Linked DNA regions of Mus musculus: region 2 is linked to region 1. The links are chromatin contacts, called in public Hi-C maps. All regions are on one chromosome and are shown on one strand. The core of a region is the stretch at or near the end of the contact, and the rest is flanking DNA. Distances in the headings are between cores, read along the strand shown.

Region 1 (6,382 bases), core at 1,096-3,595:
AGAGACTGATCACCAACCAAAAGGCATGCAGGGGTTGGACTTGGGTCCGCTGTGCATTTGTAGTAGATGTGCTGTTTCATGCTCATGTGTGTTCCCTAAGCATTGGAGAGGGAGGGCAGTCTCTGACTTTGTTGCCTGCCGTTGCCCCTCCCTCTAACTGGGCTGCTTGGTTGGGCCTCAGTAGGAGAGGATATGCTGAGTTCTGCTGGGACTAGATGTCCCAGGACAGGGTGGTACCAAGGGGGCTTCCCCTTCTCTGAGGAGAAGGGGAGGGACTGATGGGGGTTGGGATTTGTAAGGGTGGGACTGAGAAGAGATGAAGGAGGGGTTGCAATCAGGATGTAAAGTGAGTAAATAATTTAATTAAGTCAAAAGAAAAAAACCTGAGTTTAGACACATAGAGACAGTTCATTTCTGTAAATGAAAGGTTCTGAAATCCAAGTTCCCTGATGCCAACCAAGCCCCAGCCTTGTAAAATCTTTCTAGGAAATAGTAAGTAGTCAACCCTAGTTAGGTAAATTCTTTTTTTGCACAACTATGTCTAGTCTAGTTGTAGGCTTCATTTGGAAATTTTCTGCAGGCCAACTACTCAATTGTAAGAGATGGCTAGCAGCAAGATCCAGGAGGTTAGAACTCAAGGTTGATGATGGAGGTGACTTCTAGGCAGGTCTCCCTGATGCTTGACAGCCTTGTTTCTGTTCCTTCTCATATATTCCCAACATAGTCATCAGTGATCATGGAAACAAGGCCAGAACGTGCCGTTTCTGAACCTGAATATTCCCAAGCCTGAATATAACTTCAGTGACAAGATGGACGCCACTTTTCCGGGTGCCTCCGATTCCAGCACATGACACTTCATTGAGGGGAAACTAGAGAGTGGTACCGATGAAGACTTCAGTCATTGTAGCTTGTTGTCCATAAGGACTTCGGTCTTCATAGCTCACATTCACAGAGAACTATGTCACCATAGGAACCTCGGTCATCACAGCTCACACTTCACAGGGCCCTCTGCTGCCATAGTTCACTGCTCATAGGGACCTCAGTCACGATAGCTTACTGTTCACAAGGGCCTTGGTCACTATAGTTCACTGTCTGTGGGGACCTCAGTCATTGTAGTTCAGTGTTCATAGGGATTTCGGTCACCATAGCTCACTCTTCACAGGGCTTTTTGTTGAGATTCTCCTTTAGGCTACAACATCCTGTTCTTGGATGACCTAAAGCCACCGTCTTAGAGGATTTGCCATTCAGTTTTCAATCAAAGCAATTCTGTAAATTCACACTAAAAACGAAGCAAAGGAAGTAGAGGCTACACTTGAGTGAAAGCCCTGTCCATCTGATGCCATCTCCAGAGACAGCATCTCCTCTCCACTTCTCGCACTCCAGTCAGTCTCTAGCCCCTTGTTAGAACAACTGGATCTACTTTCTGGGGTGAGGCAGAGACAGACAGACAGGTAAATAAAAATGCAGAGACACACACAGTGTCTCTGGAGGGAGAGGATGAAAAAAAGGGAGAGGGAGAACCTGGTGTACGGTTGTACCAAATAAGAGGAAAAGGAAGACAGGATGGAGGAGGATTTAAAAAGGATTAAGAGACACAGTGGATTTGCTGATGGGTTGTGGAATGAAAAATGGTTTTCAAGGTCCTCTGAGTTGCTTTGGGGAGTAGTATCATTGTTCATAGTCTCTCTCCCTCCCTCTCTCCCTCCCTCCCTCCCTCCCTCCCTCCCTCCCTCCCTCCCTCCCTCCCTCTCCCTCCTTTCTCCCTCTCTGTCTTTCTCTCCCCCTCTTTGTCTCTGTCTCTATCTGTCTTTCTCTCTCTCTCTCTGTGGGAAAAGTTCCTTGCTATAGAAAAAATATGTATCTGTACCATTATATCAAGTATATTTTACTTTTACCTTTAAAATCTCTCTCTGAGGGTTAGGGGTATAGTATAGTGGTACAGTGTTCATCCAATCACCAGCATTGCCAACAGCCAGTTCCATGCCCCCTTTTGCTAGTCCAGTAAATTTAAAATTAATCAGGGCGAGCTGAAAGGGAGATTCAGGAATCCACAAATCCTATGGAAGAGTTTACAGGCTGTGAACTTACAACAAAGATTTGTTTTAGGCTCAGATTTTTCTGTATTCAATTTGGGAACAAACTATTCCATCTGCCTGAGAGAAATAAAAATCTTAAGGGGAAGGAGTAGCTTTGAACACTGGGACTTTAACCATGAAGAGAGACAATATCAATTATTGCTCGCCTATAGTCAAGCAGGACCCAGTTCACTGTCAGACACTTGAAACAGTCTGAACCCAGCTATTTGGTTGAGTATATAAATTGACCACCAGATGGCAGCATATGATTTTTAAAAGAAACACTACTCCCCTCCCCCCACCTTCCAGCCCCTGCACACCACCCCCACACCTCCAAAGTGTACACAGAGAGGTAGACATCACCCATAGTGAACATTTTTCTTCTTGTTCCTAAAATTGGAATGAAATGAGGAATAACACAGAGAAGTAAGAAACAGAAGGAAAGAAGTAAGCTGAAGGAAACGTGGGAGGGAGAAGATTTAAAAAGAAACTAAAAGAAAAAAGAAAAAAAAGAAGCATATCCAACTAGATGACAGTTCATCACAAACGACAACGGGCGGGCTGCTGATGTAGGAAAGTTCCGAGGGAGGAAACGGTGCTATAACCACAGGCATTCACAGCCTACATGTGTGAGTGAGTACAAGATAGACTCTTGACCTTCTTCTAAAAGCAGCTGTCTCCTTGGGAAACTACAAGAATGAGTTTACATTTTCAACATGTTTTCTTTTCTTTAAGGCTCGAGTTACCTGAATTCTCCATTTGTATTTGAAACTTATTTTAATCAGTGTTCTTCAAGGAGGTCATGCACACTGGATTCCATGGTTGGACATGCAAGTAAGGGAAGTGACTCAAGACAGCAGAAAGTATTCAGACACATACCAACAGGGATGCATCCATGTAATAAAGAGGAAAGACACACACCAACAGGGATGCATCCATGTAATAAAGAGGAAAGACACACACCAACAGGGATGCATCCATGTAATAAAGAGGAAAGACACACACCAACAGGGATGCATCCATGTAATAAAGAGGAAAGACACACACCAACAGGGATGTATCCATGTAATAAAGAGGAAAGACACATACCAACAGTGATGTATCCATGTAATAAAGAGGAAAGACACACACCAACAGGGATGCATCCATGTAATAAAGAGGAAAGACACACACCAACAGGGATGCATCCATGTAATAAAGAGGAAAGGAGAAGGAGCTTTGAGCCAAGAAGCTCATGACCTGAGAGGGATTCTCGGGATCTGTCTCTGACTCTCCACGGACCACAACCACTACCCAAGACCATTCTTCAACTTCTTCAACTACTCTCTCTTTCCTAACTAACTAGTATGTCTCGAGAGTGTAAGATGGGACAGATCTCACATAGTGGTGATAGGCTTGGGCATTGAGGCTTCTTTGAGTAGGGCTTTCTACCTCTACAGTAACGACATCTTGGATTGGATAATTCTTTGTGTACTCTTTCCATTATAGCATAGTTAGTAGCCTTCTGGCTGCCACTTGCTGGATGCCAATAATACACCCCTACCTAGTTTATGGCATCCAAAAGCATCTCTAGACATTGACAAGTGTTGCCTGGGCAGGAGATTTGCTACCTTCCCTGTTTTGGAACCTCTGCTCTAGAAAGACTCTAATTATAGGGATGAAAGACATTATAAAGGCTCTGCTTTCTTGCTTTTCTTCTCTTGGGAAAAATTCTTTCTGAATCAAAAGAGAAATGTATGCTCAAATATCCAGTAGAGATTTGCAAGTATTAAAGCCATTCACAAAATGTGTTTCTTATGGCTAGGATAATGTTCTCTATATGAAATAAAAGCAACCAAATATATCATTATAAATATTGTGTTAAGCAGAAAGTGGCACATGATATGCTAAGGCACACAGGTAATAAAAGTATTTATATAGAGAAAACCAACTAATGCTGATTGAAGCTTTATTGGGTACCAGATACATTTTTTTGTACATTTCTACTCGTGTTATATAAGCATACAACATCTCTATGCAGATATATCATTTGCATTTCAGATGAAGATAATGAGACTGAGAAGAGTGTAATTACTACCTCAGAATTCTATTTATAGTCAGAGTGGAAGAGCAGATTAAAACTCTGATCATGTTCTATCTCTGGACATGAACTCTTACACATCTTACTGTTGAGTTGGGCATGGACATAGGAAAGGAATATAATGTCAAAAACATGGTTGATGCAACTTAAAAGTCATAGAGGTTGCAAGAAACTCTGCCTCAGACAGGAATGTATGATATTTTTTTGGGATGAGATAAGGGCTAGGAAGATGGGATGGAGAGGTGGGAATGGGGCTACCCTTTGAGGAGTAGTGGGATTGTAGAATAGTGCAATGGACGACCTGTTTATGTTTCTTCCTTTTTGAATTCACATTGTGGAACCACGGTCCTAATAAGATGGTGTTAGGAACTGGGATGTACTGCCTTTGGAACTTAAGTGTGTCAGGATGGCAGAACCTCTGCAATGGGACTACTGCTCTTATGAGAGAGCTAGCTTACTCTCCCTTTTCTCCATTGTGTGACAATATCCTTCTAAGAAGTCAGCTATCTAGAAACATGAGGAGACAGACTCTCATGAAAATTTGTGTCGCCTGGGACATACATATATTGGACTTTCTAGCCTCTATAAGTATGGGGAATAACAGATTGTCTACCTGTAATTTATTATACTAAGACACATATGGAGATCTAGGGTGAGGAGCCCATCCCAAGACAAGGAAGTCATCAGGTTATAAAGGGAGATTAGTACCAGAGGGCAGGTATCATAATCTAACAGGTCAACAGTATGGATCTTATTCAATTGTTATTTTTAAAAATTGAGAAATCTTGGGAGGGGGGAGAGATTTGGATTTCTGAGTATTCTTGAACTAGAAGTGGCAACATAGTCTTAATCTTTATATCTCAGTTCTTTGTCACAATCAAAGACATGCTGCTGACATTAATGAGATTTGAGTTCTCTACTCTACCCAAATTCATATCATATCCTGTTCATTTACTCTCCTCTCTCTTGCTTGGATTTTCTGATTAACTCCCACGAACAGAATAATTTCCAATCTTAAATATAAAAACATATTTGAGAAATGTATCTGCTAACACAATTGTATGATTTCTCTAATAGCCCTGTGAAGATGAGACAGCCTGGTCATGGTGGTATACACCTGTAATTCCAGACAAAGTTAAGAACAGAGGATTGCCATGAATATAAGGGCATCCTTGTCTCTTGCCATGTGACTGCTGTGACTACAGGCATACGCCACTGCATGTGCTTTTATACCCAGATAGTCTAGGCATCCAAACTCGGGTTGTCAGACTTGCATGGCAGCTTTTCCTTGCTGATCCCTTCCTGTTATCCCTGTCTTCTATTGTTTAGACATTTTCTGTATTCTGTGCTTTAAACTGCCCATCACTGCTGTTCAATATTGGGGCTGATGTTGATTGTTTTTGAATTTGTGAAAGCTTGCCAATATTGTTTTTGTTTTCTCTTTGGTTTATTTTATTTTATTTTTTTTCACATTGTCCTGGTATGTGACAAGCAACAACAAATTGTGTGTGTGTTAGAGAGAGAGAGAGAGAGAGAGAGAGAGACAGAGAGAGAGAGAGAGAGAGAGAGAGAGAGAATGTGCATATGGCATATGCATGTGTGAGTACTTATGTTGGAAGGACAGAAGTTGGTGTTGGGACATCTTTCTACATCACTTTCCACCCTATTAGAGGCAAGGCTTCTTTCTGAACCTGAAGCTCGCCAATGTAGACAGATTAGCTGGCTTCAGGGATTCGGGGATCCTTTTGTCTCTGCCTTACAGATGCTGGGATTACAGGTGAGTTCCACCATGCTGAACTTTTCCCAGGGGTGCTAAAGGTCTGAATTTAAGTCCCCACGCTTCATGTCAAACACTTTATGGACTGAATCACTTCTCTGCTTCTACCACAAACATTGTTTAGTGACTCCAGTGTTTTCATCAATGTGATTTATCTCTTACTAAAACAGGGCAACCTGAGGGAGGCAATGCTGTGTGTAGGGAACAGATGATAAACAGAGAGTACAATAATCCAGTTGGCTGACACTGTTGTAAAGGGATATTTGTCAAGAGGAAAACAATAGAAGAAGGGTCTAGAGAGACTCCACAGAATAATGCTTGCTATGTAAACATGAGGCTTGATCCCTAGCACCCGTGGAAAAACCAAGTGTGCCATTATGTCTTTGTAACCCTGGTGCAGGGAAAGGAGGACCTCGGGACACGCTGGCCAGCCAGGCTTGGCTAATCAGT
Region 2 (6,382 bases), core at 2,632-5,131, 320 kb after region 1:
AGAGTCCATGGAGTCTTATACCACCTCTGTCCTTACAACCTTCCCACCTCCTCTTCCACATCCATCAGTGGGCCTTTTTAATAAAGACATCTCATGTAGGGGTGAGTCCTACAAAGTCTCTGACCGTCTGTATGTTGTCTAGCTGTGGGTTTCTGTTTTAATTAATATCTACAGCAAGAAGAAGTTTCTCTGATAATGGTTGAGCAATACACTGTTCTATGAGTATAGCAATATGTTCCTAGGAGTCATTTTATAGCTGTATTAATGTACATGATTAATGCTGTATTAATGGAGTAACAGTAGTAGGTTTTCTCTAGGGTCCATGACCTACAAAGTCTCAAGTTCATGGTCTCATTGACAGTGTCAAGTATGGGTTCTGTCTCATGTAGTGGGCCTTAAATCTAATCAAATGTTTGTTCACTTATGCAGACAGATTTTTTAAAAGATTTATTTACTTTATGTATATGAGTGTTCTATCTGCATGTATGCCTATGTGCCAGAACAGGCATCAGATCTCACAATACATGGTCGTGAGCCACCATGTGGTTGCTGGGAATTGAACTTAGTACCACTGGAAGAGCAGTCAGTGCTCCTAACCACTGAGCCAGCTCTCCAGCCCTGCAGACAGATTTTTACTGTAGCTCACAGGGTCTAAAGCTAGGTGAGACTGAAAATTCGCTTTTCTCCTCAAGTACCTTCCAGCACCACGAGCCCTGGTCTGTAGTGGTGCAGCTTCCAGTTAAACACCATCTTGATCTCTCCATGTTCAGTAGCATAAGTACATGTTGTATTTAGCATTTCCGCCAAGTCTTACTCAGCTCTGAACACTGATGATTTCCACAGAGATATACTTCTCTTGAGCTTGCCTTTGACTAGATTGTCTTCGTGAATGGTTTCAGTTCAGTCTGCCATTCTCTCCCTCCCCTCCCCTCCACTTCTTCCTACTTCCTTTCATCTCTGTATTCCTATCAATGCCCAGTGTATTGGGATGGAGTGAGAAAACGAGACCTCCTGGGAGGCTGCTACAAGGCATTGTAAGCGATGAATAGTGCGTTCTAGAATGATGTGTTTACCTTCTAAAGATCCGATTGCAACTCAGATTTACAGTAGATGGGGTTATTGGCTCTTTTGAACGTTGAGGGTGAGAAGAATATTGAATTTGTGAAGTAGAAGACTTTGAGGATGGTTTACAAGAAGAAACTGCAGAGTCTGATACCCTGTCAGGATCCTGAACCTCAGAGGTAATGTCAGCCTCAGCCTCAGACTGGTATCCAGAACGCCCTTCTGAGAAGGTGGTGGATGAAGAATGGGAGACTATGGATAGATTTTTGAACTGGCCAGGGCCCCAGCTCCTTAGTCTGGTCAACACTGTTGCAATATAGAGGTATCAAGGTCCTGCTGTGGCTAGGCAATGGCCCTAACCAAGGTATCTGAAGTCACTGTTTATGTCACATGAAGACATAGCACACGTGAAGTTTCTTAAACATATGTTCTTTACTAGTTCAACGTTATGTTTATATATCACGTCAGCTTTAGATCAAGGATAGCGTATGCATCCTTTAGAGAAAGCAGCCCAAGACCTGAGCTTCTTCAAACATCACATGATTGTGTGAGCTCATTGCTCTTCAATTCTTTATTCCTCATTTTGAAAAACATTCTTAGATAAGTTTACATCACTTAAAAGACAAAAGTGAAAACGCCATATCGCTTTCAAATTTATAAACAGAATATACATTTCCCCGGTTTATTTGGTAAGAGCATTTCATTTCCCATAAGCTAACAGACACAATGTAAAGTGTAGGCGCGACAGATTTAGCATAGACAAATAGAGATCAATCAAAATCAAGCAGTTGTTTGACTCCAAGGTTTCACCTTTCCTTTTGACATTTTTATTATTTAATTATTTGTGTGTGTATGAGTGTGTGTGTGTGTGTGTGTGTGTGTGTGTGTGTGTGTGTGTTCACTTGCCAGGAAGCATGTGTGGAGGCCAGAGGATGACTTGCTGGAATTAAGTTCTCTCTTTCCACCATGTGGGTCCCAGGGTCTGAATTCAGGTCCTCGGGCTTGGTGGCAAGTACCTTTGCTGGCACAAAGACGTTGGGCCAAGCCAGCTTTAGCTTAGATCCTACCATTTAATAATCATATAACCGTGGGCAAGCTTTTCAACTTTCCTAAGCCTCAGTTTCTGTCCTTGCTAGATCGAATGATGCACAGGATTCTTCTGTGGGCATGCAGTGCTAAGGTGCGTTACTCCATTCTGCACAGCCATAGTGTACAGTCAGTCAGCAGTGAGGTTTTGTTTTTCTTTTAAAGATACAAAATCTATCAGATGACTACAAGCTATCATTAAATACAACACTAAGTCTGTGTTTACAACAGTATTCTTGGGCTTTCAGTGTTCTCTGAGTATTAAGGAAACACCCTGTCTTTCCCTAAGATTGTGTTGGAAATCGTTCAGGAAAGTCATTTGTCTTTGTTCTCCTAAAGAGTTCCAGGAAAGGAAAGGCTGAAATTTTGTCGTTTTAGATCTATAGCTATCAACATACTTTCATTATCTTAAAATAGCAAGGATTTTTTCTTTTTTTGGTTTGGTTTGGTTTGGTTTTTAATGAAGCTGAACTTCACTGGGAACTATAACACCTAAAATCCGTATTGCAAATGTCTTCTTGGGCAAACTAATTGCTCAGTGGGTAAAGGTGTCCACTAAGCCTGATGACCCAAGTTAGATTTACAGAACCCACATGGGGGTTATGGCTGGGGGAACCATAATACGTGAGGAACAGTATTAAAGGGTTGTGGCAGTAGCAAGGCTGAGAATCAATGAGTTTTGACATTAGGGTTTCCACCTTCAATATCCCTAATGTCAAATATCAGGAGGGAACTGATGCTTGCAAGGTGTTCTCTGACCTACACACACACACACACACACACACACACACACACACACACACACACACATACACACACACACACACACACACACAGACACGCACACGTGCACGCACACATACACACACACACACACACACATACATACACACACACACACACTCAGACACACACACACACACTCAGACATGCACACGTGCACGCACACACACACACTCAGACACGCACACGTGCACGCACACACACACACACACACACACTCAGACACGCACACGTGCACGCACACACACACATACACACACTCAGACATGCACACGTGCACGCACACACACACACTAATTAAAAATAACAACAGTGCGTTTATTTGTAGATAAACATCATAGGCTGTGTCTTCATTCTATTTCTGTTATCCTTGATAAGGAAGGCAGAGCAGGTATCGCTCCAGCCGCAAGCAGATGAAGTACAGCTGAGAGCTGAGAAGGCTCCTGGACCCTGTTCACCTAACTAATGAGCCCAGGCAAGACACCACACCGCTGGTTACAGAGCAAACTGCCCTATCCCCACAAGCTTTCAGGGGAGCTGGAACAAGGAAGAGAACCCCTAAGCCATTCCAGTGACGTTCTTCTCAACAGATTGCATGAATTTACCCACGTAAAAATGACAAAGAGACAAAAATGAGAAGACAGCAGTATTTTGGATTTTAAGAATAACAACAACAACAAAAAATGTTACTTAGTCACACATAGGCAGTGGTGTTGCATATTTTCATGTCATGGTTATTCATATGGAAAGATTTTATTTCCCTGTACACTGTCACTTATTCTTTGCACAGTTTTCTTCATGGTTTTAATTAGTTAGTTAGTTAGTTAGTTAGTTAGTTAGTTAGGTTGGTTTTTTAGTTTAGAGGAGGGGTGTTGGTTGTTTTTTGTTTTTTCTACCCAGCCAAGTTTTAAATCTGCTCAGTGACCAGAAGAGGGCAGTATGAGCTAACAAAACAGAAACCACGCACCGCACCCTCTAAGCCACTCTGCTTGTTCTGTTCAGACTCTGTGTCACTATCAGGTTTGCAATGTTAACTAAAACACTAAAAACTCATTAAAGACAGGAACGGAAAGGGCAGAGGTGGAGGGACGAAGGGAAGGAGATGGCTTTTTAAACCTCCTTATTGGAATAAAATGAGGTGAAATGGCTGTAAGAAAACGTGTTTAAGCACTTGCTGGGTGTGGACTCTGAATTAAGTGCTGCAAAATTGCTTCCTGGAGGGAGAGAGTAAAGAATTCAGACCACTTTCAACTGGACCTGTTCTTTACAGCCTCTGTTTACCTATTTATTTAATAGAGGCTTTGGGTCCGAAGGCCATGCCAGGACCTGCCTGGGCCCCAGACACTCCAGACCCTACATGGGAATGCGCTGGTGACAAGAAGCATAAAGAATAAAAGCTAAGGGTGAAAATGCAGGTGGTGTGTTCGATGCTTGCTTAAAATGCCTACACACACATGGGTAAAACATGTCTACCCTATAGCCTTAAGGACTGGAAGAAAGAAACGTGCCCTTGATGTATTTGTAAGTTATAGAAAATATAGTTAGAGTAGTTTCTAGGTAGCGCCAGAATACAACTTGGCTTAGTCCCCATCTTTACTGTGGCATATTTGATGGGTGACTCTTCATAGTCTGAGGAGAAAACAGGAGCCAAAGAGTCAGTGTGGTAAACTGTCTCAAATGTTCAATAGTATGTAGTTCAATGGTGCATGCATTAGAAGAAAGCACTGCCTCTTGGTGTCTGGGAAGACTGAGGCAGGTTTGAGATGAAACTCAAGGGATTTTGATGGTAGCAATCAGTAGAACAGAAATACAACAAATGAGTGGGAATTTTAGGTAGAGGAAGCCTAGGTAGGCATGTGGGTTGTGTTTAGCATTGTAGAGAACAATCATTTCTAGCGTCTGGATGCCAGGTCCTTCAGGATGGAGCAAGCAGTCTGCAGGAAGGAGAGGCTGGGAGGGGCAAAAGCAAGCTTAAGAGAAAGAGACATCGCCTAGACAGCTTTGAATACACTGCACATTCACTGTGTGGATTTGATGTGGAACCATTTCCATAAAGACTTGAGCCGCCACGTGCTGTGAACCAAGAAAAAGCAGGGCACCTACAGAAAACATGTTTCCATTATATGTACATGTGTTTGTTTCATATGTGCTATGCAGCTGTACAACGATGTAGAGGGATATTGAAGGTGGAAACCCTAATGTCAAAACTCAGTGATTCTCAGCCTTCCTAGTGCCACAACCCTTTAATACTCTTCCTCATGTATTATGGTTCCTCCAGCCATAACATTATTTTCATTGCTATTTCATAACCATAATTTTGCTGCTGTTATGAATTGTAATGTAAATATCTGTGTTTTCCGGTGGTCTTTGGGGGGTTGTGATACACAGGGTAAGAAGCACTGCATTGTACCCTAGGCTGTAGATCTGAATAGCAATGTCACAGGACTGCTCCAACAGTCATTTTAACATTGTTTTTTAGCCTTTGTTAGGAGACAACAGTTGACTGCTGTTACAAAGCAACCAGCCTTCCGTTTCCTTCTGCTGTGTGACAGCATGAAAGTCTATCTCTGCCTGCGTGTGTGCATCTGAGCCTGCCTTCTAACACTGTCCCTCATGGGTATTCGTTTCAGAATTATTAGGCAAATGATAAGATTGGTCCCCCTAAAAATATGTTTCCTGGTATTTTTCACATGGTACAGAAGTGGAATTAACTGGTTTAGGATTCAGCTGAAGAAACACAGAAAATGAAACCTTGCCTGTGTGTGGGCGATGCTCCTGCACTGTGGCTGAAGGATTGCCTAGGAAGCCATCAGGGGTATATACAACACAGAAAATGCCATATTTGTCCTACCATTTTTGTTCTACCCTTTCTGGTTTTTTGTTTCCCCTGATGTGGTGCTAGTCCAATTGATCTTAAAAATCTACCCAAAGCTTAACTCCTACTGTATTAGCAACAATAACAAAAAAACAAAAAACAAAAAAAACAAAAACAGATATAGGTGATATGTTATACTCACGAAACTCCATGGATCAATAGCAGATGACTTTTGTTTTATTTATTTGTGTAGTGTACTCCACCCCCATCATTCCTTTCTATTTAAGGCTTCCTCTTCCATTTCTATGCCTAGGGCAGGACAGTCATTGTTACTACATAAAGAATGAATCTGATACTCCCAAGGTACTTGCCATTATAGGGAACAGGTGTGTGTGTGTGTGTGTGTGTGTGTGTGTGTGTGTGTGTGTGTCCTTGGTAACACATCTGTTTTATTTGTTTTGTTTTGTCTCATTTATAAAATTCAGGCAAGAATGGGCTCGTGCTCATGTGGTGGAATGAAGCCCAGCCTTTGTTAAGATTTAATGAGACAATGCTCATCACAATTTGCTCTTAAAACACGAAGCAAAGTCTTACCTGTGTTTCAGATCAGCTTTCCAGGTTGCTCACCTGAGGTGT

Evidence for each region. Hi-C and Micro-C count contacts between places; a contact is called where the count stands out from the background.
Region 2: a contact with region 1 is called in a Hi-C map of double positive thymocytes, with 3 times the contacts expected there. The contact joins two enhancer-like sites. A contact is called at or near these places in 1 of 15 datasets of contacts at CTCF or cohesin (large pre-B cells), 63 of 484 Hi-C or Micro-C datasets (the AML12 cell line, B cells, the Ba/F3 cell line and 31 more), 4 of 115 datasets of contacts at active chromatin or transcription factors (the HPC-7 cell line, T-cell acute lymphoblastic leukemia, Th17 cells and 1 more) and 1 of 9 other capture datasets (embryonic stem cells).

What each region holds. Positions count from the first base shown.
Region 1 is chr10:18,914,871-18,921,252 of GRCm38.p6, forward strand. No RefSeq gene overlaps it. Among named protein-coding and RNA genes, the nearest start is that of Perp, 73 kb to the left of the region's middle. Within about 2 kb of position 2,346, at least 53 of the 459 cell types and tissues checked have an H3K27ac peak or open chromatin away from gene starts, as enhancers often do. A contact at or near this core is called in CD8 T cells, the HPC-7 cell line, the P5424 cell line and 3 more, where this site is marked.
Region 2 is chr10:19,236,325-19,242,706 of GRCm38.p6, forward strand. It overlaps Gm40607 (a long non-coding RNA gene), which reads right to left. Exons shown (of 3, transcript XR_871478.1): 2 at 6,341-6,382. Among named protein-coding and RNA genes, the nearest start is that of Gm40607, 4.0 kb to the right of the region's middle. Within about 2 kb of position 3,882, at least 14 of the 459 cell types and tissues checked have an H3K27ac peak or open chromatin away from gene starts, as enhancers often do. A contact at or near this core is called in CD8 T cells, the HPC-7 cell line, the P5424 cell line and 3 more, where this site is marked.